4 separate regions of the Sus scrofa genome follow, and regions 1, 2 and 3 are each linked to region 4. A link is a contact called in public HiChIP or PLAC-seq data. All regions are on one chromosome and are shown on one strand. Each heading gives the region's core, a stretch centred on a gene start, on an enhancer-like site or on the middle of the called end of the contact. The rest is flanking DNA. Distances are from core to core; before and after follow the strand shown. Region 1 overlaps DAAM1 (disheveled-associated activator of morphogenesis 1). Region 2 overlaps DAAM1 (disheveled-associated activator of morphogenesis 1). Region 3 holds the start of DAAM1 (disheveled-associated activator of morphogenesis 1). Region 4 overlaps LOC102167425 (a long non-coding RNA gene).

Region 1 (4,614 bases), core at 296-2,795, 150 kb before region 4:
CCACTTCTCTGCAGATTCTTTCAACAGTGAGTGCTGCAGTCCTACTAAGCGATCTGCAGTTGGTTGAATTTTTGGATGCAGAACCATGGATATAGGAGGAACTGACTAGAAGTTATATGTGGATTTTTGGCTACAGAGAGAATCAGAATACCTCACCCCCTTGTTGTTCAAGGGTCAACTATATGTATCTGTTCACCCTCTTCTCTCTCAGAATTTGCCAGAATGAATTCAGTTATAAGGAGCTTCCAAAAAATGCTTACTAGTGTGTTTCTTTTTAGACATTATCTTTTTAATGTCATTTGAATTTTCTGTGTGAACGGCACCAAAGAGTTGGCAGCTTGTTTGGCAATATCTAAAACCTTAAGTACCTAAATCGTGGTCATGTTGGTGGGGAGACAGTTTAAGAGGCACCACATTGATCAGTAGTGGTGAGGATTCTAGTTTTAGGTGTTATATCAGGTGGGTCAGCAGAGGACCAGCGCAGGTAGACTATGGGTGATTTGATTGCTAGTGTCTTACAATGTACAGTGACTCTTCTGGTGGCTGTGATGTCCTACTGTCATATCCTTCCTGAAAGAGTTGCTAGGTGATTCAGGAAAGTCACCACTCTCCCCCACAACCCCCATTCCCAAATAAGGAGAAAAGTATTTATTTGAAAATACTTATGTAACTCAGAACATCTTCTTTCAGTATTTTAAAACATACTTAAATTTAATAAAATTTTCAGGGGAACAATAAGTAATACTCAATTGGTCCATTCTTTGAACATCATCCAAGGAAAGTTGCGGTTCTTTTACATATTTGTTAAAGGACAAAACTTGGCCTCTTGGGAGAGTGAGAGCTTTGATGTGACAAAGCTGGCCATTGAGTTGTGGCTTCTTATGTTTGTGTAACCCACACATTTCAATTTGTCATTATAGAATTTGAGTGGATCCCTAAGGTAGGGAGTTAGAAACCCAAACGGGAAAATTATTTGCATTTCTTTCAGCTTGGGTTTAAATTTGTTTATTGACTTTGTTCAGAGACCAGCCACAGGTCAGCAGGCTGAGGGCACAGGCCCCCTGGTGTGGCCATGCTTTGCTGGGGAGCTCCAGTGACACTTGGTTTGGCTCTTCTCCCAGATGATCTAGACGAGATGTCCTGGCTTCCACACTGGTTTCTGTCACATGATCAGCACAAACGTCCTGACTCCCGAGAACTGTGTTATATTGGCTTTAGGGATTTATGCCTAAACCCACAGCAAAAGTACTGAGTCATGACAGAACTGCTGTTGCCAGCTTTTCAGGGTGAAGACCCAGAGGCCCCCTCCTCTGCTCTTTATGTGAGGAGGGGCTATTTTCTGGCAGGGTCTGTGGCCTGGAACAAGTCTGTTAATTATGTGCTGGCGAAGGCTTGTTCTGGCTCAAGGGTGTGCATGGACTCCACTTGGGTTCCTTCCTCCCTTATCTTGGGAGGAAGTGGGAAAGGAAGGGGCTGATTCTGGCTTCCACTTTGCAGCCCCCCCTCCCCTGCCCCCCAACCCTGGCCTGCGATGATGCAGGCAAACACTAGGGGAGGGAGTGTACTTTGCTTCTGCTGCCCTGCTTAGACAGTGGAGCAGGAAGTGTTTCCGGGTGCCAGTAGCTCTTTTGAATGTTTGGGTTTTAGTGTCCCTGTTGATGGTGGCATGCCCTCACTGTTCTCTTGCATTGGAAAAGTCTCTGCAGGAGTTCCTGTTCTGGCTCGTGGTAACGAACCCTGCTAGTATCCGTGAGGATGCAGGTTCAATCCCTGGCCTCACTCAGTGGATTAAGGATCTAACATTGCGGTGAGCTGTGAGGTCGCAGATGCCTCTTGGATCCTGCATTACTGTGGCTGTGGTGTCTAGCCTGGGAACTTCCATATGCACTGGCGTGGCCCTAAAAAGATAGATAGATAGATAACTAAAAGAACAGTCACTGTGTTGAAAAGACCCACTGGATGAATTTCCAGGAGCCACCCCAAGAAGTGCTCTATTAGAACATCCTTTGGTGACCAAGTGTATGGGAAGGGCTATCCCTCCACTGGACACACTTACTGAGAAATGCCCTTTCCGTTTCCTGATGGAAAGGATGTTGAAACTTACGGGGAAAACGCATTCCCTTTCAAATGCTTCTCCTACAGCCTTTAGACTGCATCCCATCAGTTTTTAAAACTCCAAATAGTATTTGGCATCTGGTGTGCTTGGGAAATGAAACCAGACATGAGGAATGTGAGAGGGGAGAGAGATGGCCAAGGAAAGAAGCAAAGCAATTTTTTCCTTTCACATTCTTCTTGATAAGAGAATTTGGGTTCACAGTAACATGTTGTTGAAACCCAAATCATATGCCACGGCCCTTTGGAAAAAGGCAAAACATGAAGTAAATTGTAGCTCTGAAAACAATAGGTTTGGTGATTAAAACTCAGGGTTCCCCCAGTCTTTCTCTTTCAAGTTGCTCTTGTGGCATAATTTTCTTTCCTATCCTTCTTTTTTGTGTCTGTGACGTTGTTTCAGAAATTCCAGAGAAATTGATAATAAAGCAACAATGACAGTATTTTAGTGGTGAAATTATAATTGGAGGATGCAATGTGAAATGCTGTCAACATTAAAATAATAGACGTGGGGCACAACATATTTGGGCCCCACTGCACTTTGTGGTCCATGCAGAAATGCTCAACTGTTTAACTCACCGTCTCCTTCTTTCCCTTTCTCCAGCATGTAAGCTGTTTTCTCTATACCTCCTTTGGTTAGAGGAAAACTTTGGTAACGTGGCCAGTGAGCGAATCCCTTAGTCTGGACAGCCGTCCTATAAATGTGTGGCCTAAGTTCCTGATGAGCCTCTTAGAATGATGTATGTATCAGTGCAAATCTATCTTAACATGACCTTAAAGTTATCCCATATGCCAGGTACTGATTGTACGAAGCTTTGTGGAGAATGAACTTTGCATATCATGCACATATTGTAACTTGGCATTATCAAAAGCTAAGTATTAAAGAGGGGTTTTCTTGTGGACTATTTTTGTTCTCCAGTTAATTTTTTTAATCATCATAATCATCAACATTCCTGAAAATTTGGACGTCCTTTTTTGACTCTTATCACTTTGAGAATTTTGTTTATTTTGGTAAAGAGCAGTGCAAATGACTCTGAGCTAGGCCACAGATGGGTTAAATTTCTTATTCTTTGCAAATTGCACCTGCTCCAGAATCTTAAGTAGCTTTTTAATTGCTTCCTTGTGCACGGCCTAGGAATAGTCATCTGTAATATTATAGACCGATTGCATCTTGGATGTCCCAGAAGTGACTTCTTCCTCTTGGCACCAGTGCCGGGAGCTGAGATGAGAAGGTGCTTCCTGGTTGAGGGCCCAGCTGTCATGGTGGAATTCGTCGTTTCCCTCAGGCTGATCTGATTAAAATGGGGCCAAGACATGGAAACACAGGCCCCTGGTTTCAGTAACTATACATTTCTTCTTCATTGGACCAAAGACAACCTCACTGCCCCCTGAATGTCGCACCTAGTTGTGAGTTTTCTTCATCTCTTTCTGTAGCACCTAACACTGAGCCTGGCCTATTGAGGAGGCCCCGGTAGGATAGCTGAGTAAGTGAATACATCTTAGGAAAAGTATTCACTAAATATAAGGAGTCGGGAAAATGTCTAAAAGATTCTGTCAGTGGGTCTCTTTCCAGTGGAGCTTACTTGAGGATGGGTAGAAAACCAAGCACCAGCTAGTCTGTCCAAAAAGAAATTTCTTTCTCTAGGAAAGCTGCAGGTACCCTGAGGATGAGCCTGTTTGTAAAGCTACTGTCAACATCAGAAACCTTGACATGTGGCTAAAGAGTACTTGGTGATCTGACTGCCTTCAAATATTTTGGCAGTTGTGAAAAACAGATCTCCAGGCAACTGTGGGAAGAACACCCAGTCACACCATCTCCAAGTTCAGAGATGAGACCGTCTGTTCACTTGTGCCTTTGCCTTCAACAGACATTTACTGTGAACATACTGTGTGCCAGTGACTAAATGAAACTTGGTCCCTGTCCTTGGGATCTCATTGTTTAGTAGGGGAAACAGACAGGAATTTAAAAAAACCCAGAAAACTGAAAAACGCTCAGCTATGTATATGACACTACTAAAAGTGTGGAAAGAAATATGTGACCTCCTCTGGGAAATTGAAGGCTCATAAAAGCAGCAGTTTTTGAGGGGGGTCTTGACTGGTGAGTGGAAAATGGTCAGGTAAAGAAGGAAAAGCGTGCCCTGGGCTAAGGGGACTGTGGAGAGATGGGCTCAGAAGTGTGACTGCTGCCTCAGACGTGTGCGTGTGTGTGTGTGTGTGTGTGGTGTGGGGTGGAGGGTGGGAAAAGAGGGTAGAAAATAAAGGCAGAAAGGGCAGGCCGTGAAGGGTCTGGTGGTCCATGCTGGGAAGTTGGACTATATCCAGGAGACACTACAGAGCTGAGTGATACAGTCGGATTTATAACGTGCTGAGAATAAATCCCAGACTCTTCACCCTGTGTATGAGGCCCTGGGGTTTGGGCCCTGCCCCCTCCAGCCTCAGCTCTCTTAACAACACTCCCCTTACTCACTGTGCTCCAGCCTCACCGGTCTTTCTCCCCAATCAAAC
Region 2 (4,622 bases), core at 2,019-4,518, 180 kb before region 4:
TGTGGGCTTCTTTCACGCTTTGGGATGGGTGGAAGGATTTTTTGTTTTTAAACTTAATTTTATTTTAAACTTCATATTATTTTAAATTTAATTTTATTTTAACACAGTAATGAGTGGTGCTATGGACAGAAGACAGTTTCTCTTTTTCCCTGTGCCTCGTCTCCATGCTGTGTTTGTGGCATGATTTACTTTGTCCTGATTTTAACCAGTATCTTAGCAGAGTCTCTGGTCTTTCCTAGATTTTGCTGTCAGAGGACAACCTCAGGCAAGACTCCTTTCTCTGCATTGGTCATCTGTCATTTTTAAATAAGCATGCCATCAAAATAATAGCCAAGGAATTCCTGTTGTGGCATAGCAGAAACAAATCTGACTGGTATCCATGAGGATACATGAGGTCGATGCCTGGCCTCTGTCAGTGGGTTAAGGAGCTGGCATTGCTGTGAGCTGTGGTGTAGACTGCAGACATGGCTTGGATCCTGAGTTGCTGTGGCTGTGTAGTAGGCTAGCAGCTGTAGCTTTGATTCAGCCCCTAGCCTGGGAACTTCCATATGCCACAGGTGTGGCCCTAAAAAAACAAAAAACAAAAACAACAACAACAACAAAAAAAAACAAAAGACATCAGCCAGATATGATATTTAACACACCTGGTCTGGGCTACTTTTTTTTTTTTTTTTTTTTTTGCCTGGGATGTTAGCTTAAAGCTAAATGTCCTTCTAAGGCTCACTGTGGTTTTGGCGACTTGTTTACCTTAGTTTACCTTACACATTTGGGGCTGTAGGTGATTCCAGAATAACTGGAACAAATTGGTGACAGTTGGCAAAGGGAGTTGTGTAGCTCTTAGCTTCATACCTGGGTGTGGGCTGTTCAGTGTTCCTGTTCAGATTATTCCTAGATGGTCTCTCCCTCCCTCATCACCCCGACAGACTGCTTGCTTCCTCGCCCACCTCGGGAAGGTCATCTCCCGAGCAGAGATGTTTTTCTGAAGTGAAAAGCTGACCATTTCAGTTCAGTCAACAGTTTCAACCTCCTCCTTTCTCGACTGTTTTACTAGACCTGATGCTAAGAAACTGAAATGACTTTCTCTGGACCCCGCTCACTTTTTTACTGAAAGCAGAAGTGCCCAGAGTTAGGAAATAAAAGAAAGAAAAGAATTAAATAAATAAGAGAGTATTTTGTTGGAAACTATCTCCTGTCTTTAACAGAAGCTATTTCTGTCTCATATGAGTCCTTTAACAAGTCTGTTTTTTTTCCAGAATAAGTTAGGATGGTTAAATGCAAACTCTTGACCACCTAAGGAAAGACTTAGTAGAGCTTTAGTTATCATAGCTCATCACCAGCACGCCAGGGGCTCACCAGCTTCCCTTCAGGGGAGGAGCTTGGTGAGGAACCATCTTAAACTTGAAGGACCTTCAAAGTATCTACAAAGTGAATGATGTGCTTTGGTGGGAATTGTTCACTAATGATAACTTCATTTTCCTCTCAAGCAAATTGGGGACTGGGGGTTGTTAACACGGCCACCACTCATATCTCTGTTGCTGGAATTATTGACTAGCTTGCTATAATCAGAACCAAAGTGACTGCTGTTTCGGGCAAAAAGAGTAGGGATGTAACCTCAAGGATTTTTATCCAGCAGCTGTTTTTAAAAGGCATGCCTAGAAATCTAAGTTCTGTAGCCTAGTTAACTGTAATGTGTCAATATCAATTTCCTGCTTTTGACAGTGTATTATAGTTAGGTAAGATATTATCACTGGGGGAAGCAGGGAACTTTTCTGTTCCTCTTCCTCTACTTCTTTCCCTTCCTTCTTTCCTTCCTTCTTTCCTTCCTTCCTTCCTTCCTTCCTTCTTTCTTTCCCTCCCTCCCTCCCTCCTTCCCTCTGACTGATAAGATCATAGCGAGTTAAAAAGTTAAAAGAAAAATACCCTGAGAAGAATTACCATTCCAGGTGAGACACTTCAGTTCTGATATCTTTCGTTCCCACCTTCCTTCCTCCCTTCCTTCTCCCCTCAGCTTTACTGAGAGGCATTTCACCTATATAATCACTTGTTTTAGAGTACAGTTAATTTTTTTTTTTTTTTTTTTTTTACAATTCATTGTTTATCCATAGCCTTGTGTAACCATCACCACAATCTAATTCGAAAGCATTTTCAGCTCTCCAAAGAGTAACTGCATAGGCATTGGCTGTAATCTCTGTACCCTATCCAACCCCCTTTCCCATCTCCATCTTGGGCAACTATTAATCTGCTTTCTGTCTATATGGATTGGCCTCTTCAGGACTTTTAATATAAATGAGGTCATAAAATGTATAATCTTGTGTGACTGGCTTCTTTCATTTAGTATAATGGTTTCAAGGCTTCATCCATGTCATAGCATGTATCAGTACTTAATCCTTTTTTATTGCCAAATAATACTCCATTTAGTGGATACACCACATTTTGTTTATTTATGGATGTTTAGGTTGTTTGCATTCTGTGGTTATTATGAACAGTGCTCCTGTCAGCGTTCATGTACAAGTTTTTCTGTGAACATATGTTTTCAGTTCTCTTGGGTAAATACCTGAAAGTGTGAATTGCCAGGTCATATGGAGACTCTTATGTTTAACACTTTGAGAAACTGCCAAAATGTTTTCCAAAGTGGCTGTACCATTTTATATTCCCCCCAGCAGCGAACGAAGTTTCCAGTTTTCCACAGTTCAAATGTTTCTTAAACACTTTTTTTGTTGTGTTTACTGAATGTTTCCTCTTGTCTTGGTGGGTGGGGGAGTCGGAAGCTGAATGGTAACTTTGGAGGAAATGAAACAAATGAAAATCAAATAAATTATTTTCAGATTGGCTGAGTGTAGCTTTGGAAACCTTTCAGCCTAGAGCCTACAAACCTTCCTGTTTGACTGGATATGACATTACCAGTAATTTTACTTTCCTACTTTTATTCTCCCTGAGGAGAAAAAAGAAGTATGTCTTTTTTGCAGCTAGGCTTGGAAGGTTCAAGCAAACACAAAGGACCCCTGAGTTACTAACAGTTCCACAGGAAGATGTACTTGGTCCATGCCCAGAATAGTTTCTCTAAAATCATTCTCTTGGTGCTTCCTCTGTGCTGTTCTCCACCAGAGTGTAACACAAGAGCTGAATCAAGGTTTGTTCAGTTGGTATTTGGAAAAGAAGTGATGACTGGATGCTGGTCAGCTGGCTCGGGCCGTTGGCAGGCCTGCCCCAGACCATGCTTTCTGCAGACTGCAGCTTCTCAGGTTTGTTATAGGCCTGCCCCAGGCGGGGGTGTTTGTGTTTGCTCTGTCTGAGCTCAGGATAATAAGGCCTTTCGTAATCCACCATGGCAGTGAGCAGGCAAGTCCGGAGGTCTTGGACATGGCCCAGGAGACCAGCCAAAGACAAGATACCAGCTCCTTTGCCCTGTGTAGCCGGATCAGGGAATAGTCAGAGAAGGGAACACCAAGAAAGGTCACTTACTAGTTCTGGTACACAGAACTGACAACGCTCACTGTCTTCTGGCAGTGGTTACTTTTGGTCATACATTGGCAACCAGATTTTTTTGCCTGCTGAAACCTATGTCCACCTTTCTCACGTTCCCCCTATTTTTTTCTTTTCCCAGAAAAGGGTATATATTTTTTGATTCAGGTAACTGAAATAGGAAACCAGAGAGGAGCCCCAGGCTGTGGCAAATAATGGCTGTTAACCACCCCTCCACCCCCATTTATTTTCTCACAGAAAAGAACATTATGAATCATGGTTGCAAGGGTAGATTCCCTCCAGATTTTCATTAACACACTCAGCATGAGCCTCTGTTACTCTCCTTGTGGGTAGGGCTCCCTACATCCAGGTAGTGTCTAGAAGCTGGTGTTGGTCCCTGGGGCCTCTCCAGGCCTGGTTTAGCTGGCCGTCTCCTCCTTAAGCACTGGCTAGTCATCTTCCTTTGACTTCCCAGAGTCCCCCCCCTGAAATGCCTTGCTCAAATCAGGAAAGGAAGTCAGGTTCTTTTCCCCTCATTAAACACTACCCACCTCAGGCACGTTACTTCAATGTCTTATATTATCTCTGTCAAATCAAGAACTTGCTTCCTTGAAAATGAGGTTGTAGGTATGTACCTATATGTGGCAGTTGGGGGGGGGGTGGAGTGTGGATTTTGGACAGCTGTCTTTTTTTTTTTTTTTTTTTTTTTTTTAGGGCCACATATGGGGTATATGGAAGTTCCCAGGCTAGGGGTTAAATTGGAGCTGCAGCTGCTGGCCTAAGCCACAGACATGGCAACTCAGGATCTGAGCTGTGTCTGTGACCTATACCACTGCGCACAACAATGCTGGATCCTTAACCCACTGAGTGGGGCCCATGTCCTCATGGCTATTAGTCGGGTTCATTAACACTGAGCCAAAACGGGAACTCCTGGACAGCTGTCTATTTATTACATTGGTGGAAATTGTCTACCCGTTCTTTTAAGCCCCAGTGTCATAGATTAGGAAAGAAAGATTTTAAGTACATCCATTTTAAGGGTCAATTTCACATTTCCATGAAGCATTAGAATACTTTGTTAGAATAACAGTTGATGTATTTTTTCTATTGGAGAGCCCGTTGTGTAATTTCTGCAGTAATTAATGTGTCTAGCTTAATAACTT
Region 3 (4,443 bases), core at 338-2,837, 210 kb before region 4:
TGTCTAGGTTCCACTTAAGACAATATTTGAAATGGATGGAATAGCTCAGAACAGGAGAGCAACATTCAAAGTTATCTTCCCTCAGTGGAGAAAAATGTGTCTGGGCTATAAGGAATTGGCTTGTTAAAAGAAAAAGCAGAATTCAGTAGTAAAATCCCTCTCAGCAAACAAAGCCTTTCCTTCTTTCCTGAGATCTTCAACTAGATCCATGAATATTTTTCTCTTGAACCCCAGTTATTGTTGCAGGATGATATGAGAAATAAGAAGACTTTCACCAACAATTAGGTGGAGAGTTGTTTGAAATCTTAATTGTGAACTTTCTTTTCATGAGAGGTAGTCTCTAGAGATTTTGCTTGTAGAAATAAGGGTGTGAGCTGATCCTTATATGTGATTACGACATCGAATGCCATTATAATTTACCTTTACAACTGGAATAACTAGACGTAAAGATTTTTTTTTTCATTTAGAAACACATCAAGAGATTTACCAGTGTTAATTTTTTATAATGTTTGATATTCATTGAATAATGAAAAGTTCCAAGGCAAATTTTTACATATTAAAAATAAAATTTTATTGAAGGTTCAGAATTCTGCTGCACATCTTATCTTTAAATAAACACTTAGGTGTATTAGTATCACAGCAGTTCTTGAACAGCATGATGTTGTTTCGCTTAGGTCATTAAAAAATTTGAAGAGAAAGGTATGCAAGTTGAGAGTGTTGTGTATTTAAAAGTACATGTATACGTATATTTATTTATTAAAACTTTAGGCAAGGATGTTGTCTTCCTGGGAGCCATGAGCGAGCGGGAAGTCTGCTGCAGGGAAGAACAAAAGCATGGCTGCGCGATAGTATTATCTCTGCAGCAGCAGCAGGCTCCCAGACGGAGGGTTGAGGCGACTATCTAGTCTGTTGCACAGCATTTTGATTAGCGACACCCTAGGTTATTCTGTCGGCTCAGGCGACTAAGCTGTTCCCAGAGATCTGGTTGGTCACCCTGACTCCGTTAAATGGGAGAAGGAAAGAGAAGACCGAGAGGTGATTTGTACCAAGTGGGGCACAGGGGCATTTCTGTCCTTCAGGGTCCGCGTCCGCCTTCCTCTGGGTCGTGGGGTAATTCCTCGACTGCGTTTAACCCAATTAATTAGTTGCTACGCCTAGGGGAGGCAGTGAAGGGCTTAATCTTCTCTTTTCGGCCGGGGCCAACGGAACCAGGTTGCTCAGAGCTGCGGGGCTAGTGCGCACTAGTCCCGGACCCCTCTGGTTCCTCGGAGCCCGCATGGGGCCGAGTGGAGGTCAAGTCAAAGAGCACGACCTAAGGATACCACTTCCCCTCCCACCCGCAACCCCTGCTCCCAACCCGCTGCGTCCTCAGCTCAGCTTCTGAACTACCCGGACTAACACTGCAAGGCTGGAGGGCGGGTCGGGGGGGGGCGGGTCGAGGCGGGGGCGGGGTTAGGGGCGTGGACGAAGAGGCCGGGAGTGTGTCGGGAAGTGTAGTTCCAAGAACCCTGGTATCGCACTTACCCGGGCTCTGCCTGTGGAACACGAACTACAACTCCCAGAAGCGACCCGGGAGTCCATGCGCAGTGGGCGCCACATTGTATCCTATCAGGCGAGGAGAGGGTGATGTCACCTGCGAGTTGGTAACCTACGAGCGGCTGTGAAGGAAACTGTTTAAGGGAGCCCATTGTACCCGAAGCTCAGAACCGCCTTTTCAGAATGCTGGGGCTGCTCAGGTAAGGGGGACGTGCCGCGTCGCTCGCTGCACTCATTCATTAAGTGGCACCGCGCGGTGGCGTGGGGTTGGGCTCGCTGTTTCGGGCCCGGCGCTGGGTTCGCGGCGCGCCCTCCCGTTGCCTCCCCGGAGCTCCCGGGCCAGTAGGTAAATATTAAACCCGTCCTTCAGGTTGGGTCTGGGTGGGAACAGGACCTAGACAGCTTCCAGCTGCCAAGCTCGGTTTGGGAAAATGGCTGCAAGCGCGGCACAAAGCAAAGCGAGACTGGAGAAAGGCGCCCCCGAGGACGCGGGTGCCTCCCTTCTTTCTTTCTGAGGCGCTCAGATGCCAAGAGAGCCGGCGGGGTACCACTCGCCGCCTTGCTGCTGACACCCTGGGGCTGGGGCGCTGGGGGTCGTGGCCCCAGCTGGGTGCTGTGGACATTGCTGCTGTCGGGAGCTGCTGCCCGGTGAGGCTCCGGGAGGGGAGAATCCCAAGGCAGGCTAGGTGGACTCAGAGGTGGCGACAGAGGAGGAGAGACTCATTTACTCATCCCAGCAGAACCCCTACCATCCCGGGCACCCTAATCTCAAGACTCATTCGAAAGGGATGAAGTGACTGTAATTTAGGTAAAGTTGGGAGCTAAATATCTCAAACGAGAGACTAGAGGGAAACCGCGTTGCGGAAAGAGCGAGGGGTGTTGTCGGACAGCGGCGAGGGGAGGCTGCGCAGCCTGCTGACTGGTTTCCAAGCGCCGCAGAGCACTCCCGCCTCGCATCCCTCTGGGTAGGGGGCATCTTGATGCCCGTTGCACTGATGGTTCCCTCGACAAATAACACCTGAGCTGGTACGAAGCGTCTGCCTGGAGCGCTGGGCTAGGAGGTGGAAAAGCGGTGCGGAGTGTGGAATAATCTAACGATAAGACTCGCAGTGGGGCAAGAGCGGTGGATAATCGGTTTTCCCAGCTGGTGGTGAAAATCCAAATGCTTGTGATCCTCTTGCTCTCCGACCGGGCACCTGAGCGAGGCCGGTGAAGTCCTCTGGATTTCCCTTTCCCAGCCCCCTTATTCTTTCCCTTACTCACTCATTCATCAAATCTTTGCTAAAGGCTCTGTTCTCAAGTTGCTCACAGCCTGTGGTTGGAGTGTTCTGTCTCTTGCTGCCATGAAATATTTCACTGGGCCCAGAAATAGAATACACTCCAATCCTGGTTCCCCATCTCCCACCCCCCCATCTCCACCTACGCAGGAAAGCGTCAAGAAAGAACGCCACGCGTGGCCGTTTTGCCCTCGTTGAACTGGTAGTTTCTTGAGGCTCGAGAAGGACCTAGTGAATTGAAGCGGAGTTTGCCTGCAAGACAAATCCCGTTGCCATGGCGACTCCTGCCGTCGGAATCTTAACTGCTCCCACTGCTGTTTCAATTCGATGTGGCTCTGCGGGCAGCTGGGAGGGCGTGGCCAGTGGGTGTGGTCAGATGCTCTTCCTGGGCCCAGCTGCTCTCTCCTAGTCACCGGTTTCTCAGCCCAGGGCTCTGAACATTCTCTTGTAAATAGCTTGGACAGAGTTTTTAGACCCCTTTCCCTCTCGCCTACATGTACTTGGTCTCTCCAACCCCCCTCCCCAGAAAAAAACTATTAAGAGCCCTTTTCCTAAGGCAAACTCAGAAAATTGCAGTCGAAAGATCTTTTCCCCCTTTCAGGCTACCTGCATTTTCCTAATAGTGTTGGAGGCAGCGTTCTCAAGGAGGGAATTCTCTGTTACACGTGAAAAGAGCTCCCTGGTCATTAATGAAGGCCCTCAGTTTGCCTTAGATGCAATTCACAGGAGGGTTTTAGGGACAAATAATAACTGACCTTGAGTTCTGGAAGTCACTGCCATCCCTTGTGGTTTTCATGAAATCTAAAAACCTGCCTAGAGGATGCAGGTCCTTGAGAGGTTTAGCATCTGGGAAGCCTGGGTCCTGCACAGGCTTTGTTCTTACTGGCTACCACAGTCTGTCTGGGAAGAGCCCTCTGCTTCTAGGGACCATGGTCTTGGTAATGGGAGAGGGGCACAGAAGTTTTCCTAAAGCTGATTTTAGGTCTAAAATCTTAACTCTAAGAAGGAGTTGTTCATTGTCTTATTTTTCTCAAAAAAATCTAAAGATGAGAATTTAAACCGAACTCCTTTTTTTTTTAACTTAATGAATTTTATTACATTTATAGTTGTACAGCAGTGATCACAACCCAGTTTTATAACATTTCCATCCCAGACTCCCAGCTCATCCCCCCACCGCCCAACCAGTTTCCTTTGGAAACCATAAGTTTTTCAAAGTCTGTGAGTCAGTATCTGTTCTGTAAAGAAGTTCATTGTATCTGTTTTTTAGATTCCACATGTAAGTGATAGCATATGAAGTTGGTGTCTCACTGTCTGACTAATTTCACTTAGCATGATAATTTCTAGGTCATCCATGTTGCTGCAAATGCCATTATTTCTTTCGTTTATATGGCTGAGTAATATTCCATTGTATATATGTACCACATCTTTATCCACTCCTCTGTCGTTGCACATTTAGGTTGTTTCCATGTCTTGGCTATCCTATGTAGTGCTGCAGTGAACATCAGAGTACAGTATCTTTTTGAGTCATTGTTTTCTCTGGATAGATGCCCAGGAGTGGGATTGCTGGATCAAATGGTAGTTCTATGTTTAGATTTTGCAGACTGTCCATACTGTTTTCCATAGTGGCTGC
Region 4 (4,556 bases), core at 1,704-4,203:
AACAGCTAAATATATTTCTCTTCATATAGTGATAGATATTGTGGGGGGTGGTGAGGGAAGGAGAATTGGAGAACTGGAATTATATACATAGAGAAATCTTCACCTTTTATTTTAAACTTAATATATTTTTATCTGTTAGATGTTTTGTGACAGCAGGATTTTAAATAACTCTCAATATTTTAATTTTATGAATTTGACAAGTTTCCTATAGTGAACATTTGTCACTATTATAAATAAGGCTCTGATGAATATCCTTACATACAAGTCTTTGACAGGATCTCTCATTTTGCCCTTGGGGTTCATTCCTGGAGATAGGATTCATAGTGTCTCATGACATATTTGCCAAAATGCCCTCTGGAAAGGGAGGTTACCTGTTTACACTCCCAGCAGCTGGGCACAATGGTTCCCTGGACTGAATGCATCATTGACATTGAGTAATTTCCGGATTAGAAAACTTTTAGACACGTCTCTTTTTTAAATTAGGGGTGATCTGAGCTGTGACTTCGCAGAACAAAGGGATCAGGAAGAGAGAGAAACTGGAGTTGTGGGCAGAGCCCCAGAGGGTGAATCAGAAGCTGGGTCCTTGGTACCTAGACTTCGTGACTCTCAGTCTCCCTAAGCCCCAGGGAGCCACACCTGTGGGAAGGCTGAGTGGATCATGAGGCCACAGTCCAAGCATAACCACTTACCTGGCAGCACCTCTCCTAATTTCCAGGCAGTTACTATACCGCCGGTTCCCACGTTAGTTTTTGAGTAGGAATAACACAGGCAAAAATTAAAACTCCATTTCCTCGGTCCACCCAGAGACCCCAATTCAGTCATGGTAAAGTGCATAGGATCTTAGTTTTAAGAACCCCAGGTGAGTCTGGCATCAGTGGCCTAGAACCTCACTTGGGGAAATATCCACAAGAGGAGTGGAAGAGCATTTCTGGGATGGCAACCCTCTAAACCCAGACTTAGCTCAGGAAATTACTTCAGTATTACTCTCTCCAGGAGGAATCCACTCTGCACCATGTCACTGTATTATAAGGATTTTGTTCTAGTGTTGAAAGGACACCTGCCCTTGGAGGCACAACTCCTTGCATAATGTGCTATGACCAGCCTAACTTTCAGTCCAGCGCTGATGCTAGATGCCTTTAGCTGTTCACAGTTTAAGTTCTTCAGGACAGTACAGAGCCCTCTGCTGGTCTTTCCCTCTCCAGGCTCATGCATGAGCACTAAACTGGTTTCGTGCTGGGTGGTACCCTGCAGAAAGCCATGACAGCAAATGTTGGCATAGACTTGGGATGACACATTCTTTTGTGGCATAAAAGCAGCTTGTGAAATAAAGGCTGTAGTAGAGTCAGAGGCCAGGTGCCTCCTGACATCCCATGAAAGGTCCTCAGGCTAGGGCTCCCCATAGCCTGTGCAGCATGGAGAAGAGCAAAAAGAAAATCTGCGGTAGCGTCTAGCCTTCCCACTTGCCACTTCTAATTATCCTCTAAATGGGCGCTTGAAGGGTCTGTCAACACTGCCTCCATCTGAATTCAAGTTCAAGGGAGATACAGAGTTTACAGGACTGATGTCCAAGGCACCAGTTTTAACCTCAGGCAAAGTAGGTGGTTACCCACTTCTTTGGGCTGAATTACAACCCTTCAAAATTCTTATGTGCAAGTCCCCACCCCAAATACCTCCAAATGTGACTGTATTTGGAGACATGGTCTTTAAAGAGGAAGTTAAGGTTAAATGAGGTCCCGGGGGGTGGGCCCTAACCCAGTAAGACTGGTAAGAAGAGGGGATTAGGATGAGGATTCACCCGGGAAAGGCCCTGTGAAGACAGAAGGAGAAGACAGCTGCCTAGAAGCCAAGGAGAGGCCCTGGGATGAAACCAACCCTGCAGTGCTTGGACTCAGTCTAGCCTCCAGAATGAGAAGGAACAAAGTACACTGTTGTCACTTAAGCCACCCAGCCTGCAGCACTTTGTCACAGCCACCCCAGAAAACTAAACTGCTGCCTAGAATACTCCCATGAGAGGTAGTCAGTTTTGGCTATTCAGTTTAACAATCCTTTAGCATAACACGTACACACACACACACACACACACAGAGCTCTTGCTGGGCCAAGCAGCTGGTTTAGTCACCCCTCTTCTCAGGCTGCCTATCAGAATCTCAATCTGGTGGAATTTAACAAACATTTATTAAGTACTAACTATATACCAGACATGCTAAGTGATAAAGCATTAAAAATATAGACGTAATCCTTGAGACTCTGACTGTCTGGGGCTGGAGAACCAGGACTGTGTTGGGGGTGGGGGGCTTGGGGAGGACAGAGGTGGAGCTGACGAGTTGTGCTTGAGGGAGCTGGGCAGGCTCTGCAGAGAAGGTGAGTTTGAAAGGATGAGTAGGAGGGAAATTCTGACTCAAGGGAATGGTATGTGCCCAGACACAGAAAGATCAGATCAAGGACATTTGGAAATGACGAGAACCTCAGAGGGACTTGAGCGTAAGTTTGTTGGGAGAAACTCAAGTGGACACAGGCACCCTCCTCTGGATGGTGAACAAGACAGAACCATGCTGCTCTGTGGACAATGGCCTGGGGTCCTCCAGACTCTCCAGACTTTCGGCGTCTCTGATGCAAGCAGAGGGTCCCTGCCAACTCCCTTCACGTGCGCTGGCTTTGAAAGCACAGGGAGCCCAGCACTGGAGCCAAAGCCCCGCCTCACCCTGCCGCCTTCCCCTCTTCCCAGGCTCAGCTTTCCCCCTCTGCAGAGCTGGAAAAGGACCAAGGCAGAGGTGAAGTCTAAGGGAGCCCCTAACATCTGCTCAGGAGAACTTAATATCTTTATTGCCATCTGCGTGTCCAAGGCTCATTCTGCTTGTCAGAAATCCTGATGCCGTTCCGACTCCTGTCTGTGTGGTCACCCCAGAATCTGTGTGTTTTGGCGAATAACTGATATTCTTCCTATTTATAGACTATTTCCCATGTTCTTCACTTAGAGGGTTTCCATAGTCCAATGTTCTGTCAAGTCTCAGCTGGCTGGGAGTACGTAATAGTCATTAAGATCACTGCTGCTTGCTTTCTTCCTTTTTTTAAAAAAATAGTTTCCATGTATAGCTCAGTTGCTAAACACTCTTAGATAAGTTTAAAACTGTTTGTGTTAAAACAAGTATATCTATCTGGATAAAAATGCTCATTTGTGTTACTTGCCTTTTAAAATTATTCCTAAAGCTAAAAATAAAAGTTCCCCAGGATCCAAATGATAAAATATTCATTTTTGCCTTTTCGAGATATAGAAGATGAAAAAGCATTTTTGAAAAAGTATTTCCTGACTGATAGAAACAAAAGCATAATCCTTGCTCCAAGTAAAATGTCCCAGAGCACGGCACAAAGAACCAAACACTTTTTTCCCTTTCATCTCTTCTACTTCCTTATAATCTGTTTACAGAAGTTTGATAGGTGCCTATTGAAATGTTGAATTTCTTTTTTTTATTACAGAGTTTTAAATGGTTGACTAGCATGTGTGGTCATCCCATGATAATCCTTGAAATCATTTTGGCAGCCTTTTAAAATAACAGATTTGTTGAGATATAATTCAATCATTTGCAGTGTACAATTCAACGGCTTAAGTATATTCACAAAACTGTGCAACCATAACCACCATCAATTTTAGAATATTTTAATTCCTCCAAAAAGAATCCCTACACCCTTTAGCAATCACTCCCTAACTCCCCCATTCCTCTCCCTTCCAGTGCTAGGCAACCACTATGCAACTCTGTGTCTATGGATTTTCCTATTCTGGACATTTCATATAAATGCAATTACACATCATATGGTCTTTTGTGACTGGCTTCTTTCACTTACAAGTTTTCAGAGTTCATCCATGTTATAGTGTATATCAGAATTTTATTCCTTTTTATTCCTGAATAATACTTAATTGTATAGATACTGCTATATTTTGTTTATCCCTTCATCAATTGATAGGCATTGGATTGTTTCCACCTTAAGGGGCAAATTATGAATAATGCTGCACAAGTTTCTGTGTGTGCATGTGCATTTTCACATATTTGCTATGGAGTGGAATGGCTAGGTCTTATCATTTTGACTGCTTTTCAATGTTGAACACCCTCAGATTTCGTAACTGATAAACAGAGGGTTACTTAATATTAGTTAATATTACAACCACATACATAGAAGAGAGTCCATTGTGTGGCCCATATCACTACGTAATTCTCTGGCCAAAACATGAACTGGGTAATAAGTCACCTCTGACTTAGAGAAGAGTCAGCTGGTCAACAACTGTTTCCACTAATTATCTACGAAAGCATCTATGTTTTTCAGAAGTACAAACCAAGTAACGTCAAAAGCCAACCTTTCAGTAAGATGTCCTTTCTTCCTTTGTGTCATTTTTAATTGCTTAGTTGCTAGACAGAGCACTGTGATCCTAAACAAGGCACAGGGACTGGAATGTGGGGACTTCTTGCCATTATTTTGCAAACACTAGTTTGCATCTTTCCTGTTCATTTATAGGACAATTCGTTTCAACAGCAAGCCTCTGAAATACACCAGGCTGTGTGTTC

Evidence for each region. HiChIP or PLAC-seq counts read pairs in DNA pulled down with a chosen protein or histone mark.
Region 1: an H3K27ac HiChIP or PLAC-seq map of skeletal muscle shows a contact between it and region 4. The contact joins two enhancer-like sites. A contact is called at or near these places in 1 of 5 promoter capture datasets (liver), 2 of 47 Hi-C or Micro-C datasets (both in liver) and 2 of 2 datasets of contacts at active chromatin or transcription factors (alveolar macrophages and skeletal muscle).
Region 2: an H3K27ac HiChIP or PLAC-seq map of skeletal muscle shows a contact between it and region 4. The contact joins two enhancer-like sites. A contact is called at or near these places in 2 of 2 datasets of contacts at active chromatin or transcription factors (alveolar macrophages and skeletal muscle).
Region 3: an H3K27ac HiChIP or PLAC-seq map of skeletal muscle shows a contact between it and region 4. The contact joins the promoter of DAAM1 here to the enhancer-like site in region 4. A contact is called at or near these places in 4 of 5 promoter capture datasets (fetal liver, fetal skeletal muscle and liver), 5 of 47 Hi-C or Micro-C datasets (heart right ventricle, omental adipose tissue, skeletal muscle and 1 more) and 2 of 2 datasets of contacts at active chromatin or transcription factors (alveolar macrophages and skeletal muscle).

Annotation. Positions count from the first base shown.
Region 1 is chr1:188,393,011-188,397,624 of Sscrofa11.1, forward strand. The region is part of intron 1 of DAAM1 (disheveled-associated activator of morphogenesis 1); the gene reads left to right. Among named protein-coding and RNA genes, the nearest start is that of DAAM1, 60 kb to the left of the region's middle. Within about 2 kb of position 1,546, at least 38 of the 83 cell types and tissues checked have an H3K27ac peak or open chromatin away from gene starts, as enhancers often do. A contact at or near this core is called in liver and skeletal muscle, where this site is marked.
Region 2 is chr1:188,362,928-188,367,549 of Sscrofa11.1, forward strand. The region is part of intron 1 of DAAM1 (disheveled-associated activator of morphogenesis 1); the gene reads left to right. Among named protein-coding and RNA genes, the nearest start is that of DAAM1, 30 kb to the left of the region's middle. Within about 2 kb of position 3,269, at least 32 of the 83 cell types and tissues checked have an H3K27ac peak or open chromatin away from gene starts, as enhancers often do. A contact at or near this core is called in skeletal muscle, where this site is marked.
Region 3 is chr1:188,333,748-188,338,190 of Sscrofa11.1, forward strand. It overlaps DAAM1 (disheveled-associated activator of morphogenesis 1), which reads left to right and starts at 1,588. Exons shown (of 25, transcript XM_021102694.1): 1 at 1,588-1,736.
Region 4 is chr1:188,539,763-188,544,318 of Sscrofa11.1, forward strand. The region is part of intron 2 of LOC102167425 (a long non-coding RNA gene); the gene reads right to left. Among named protein-coding and RNA genes, the nearest start is that of GPR135, 40 kb to the right of the region's middle. Within about 2 kb of position 2,954, at least 26 of the 83 cell types and tissues checked have an H3K27ac peak or open chromatin away from gene starts, as enhancers often do. A contact at or near this core is called in fetal skeletal muscle, liver, omental adipose tissue and 2 more, where this site is marked.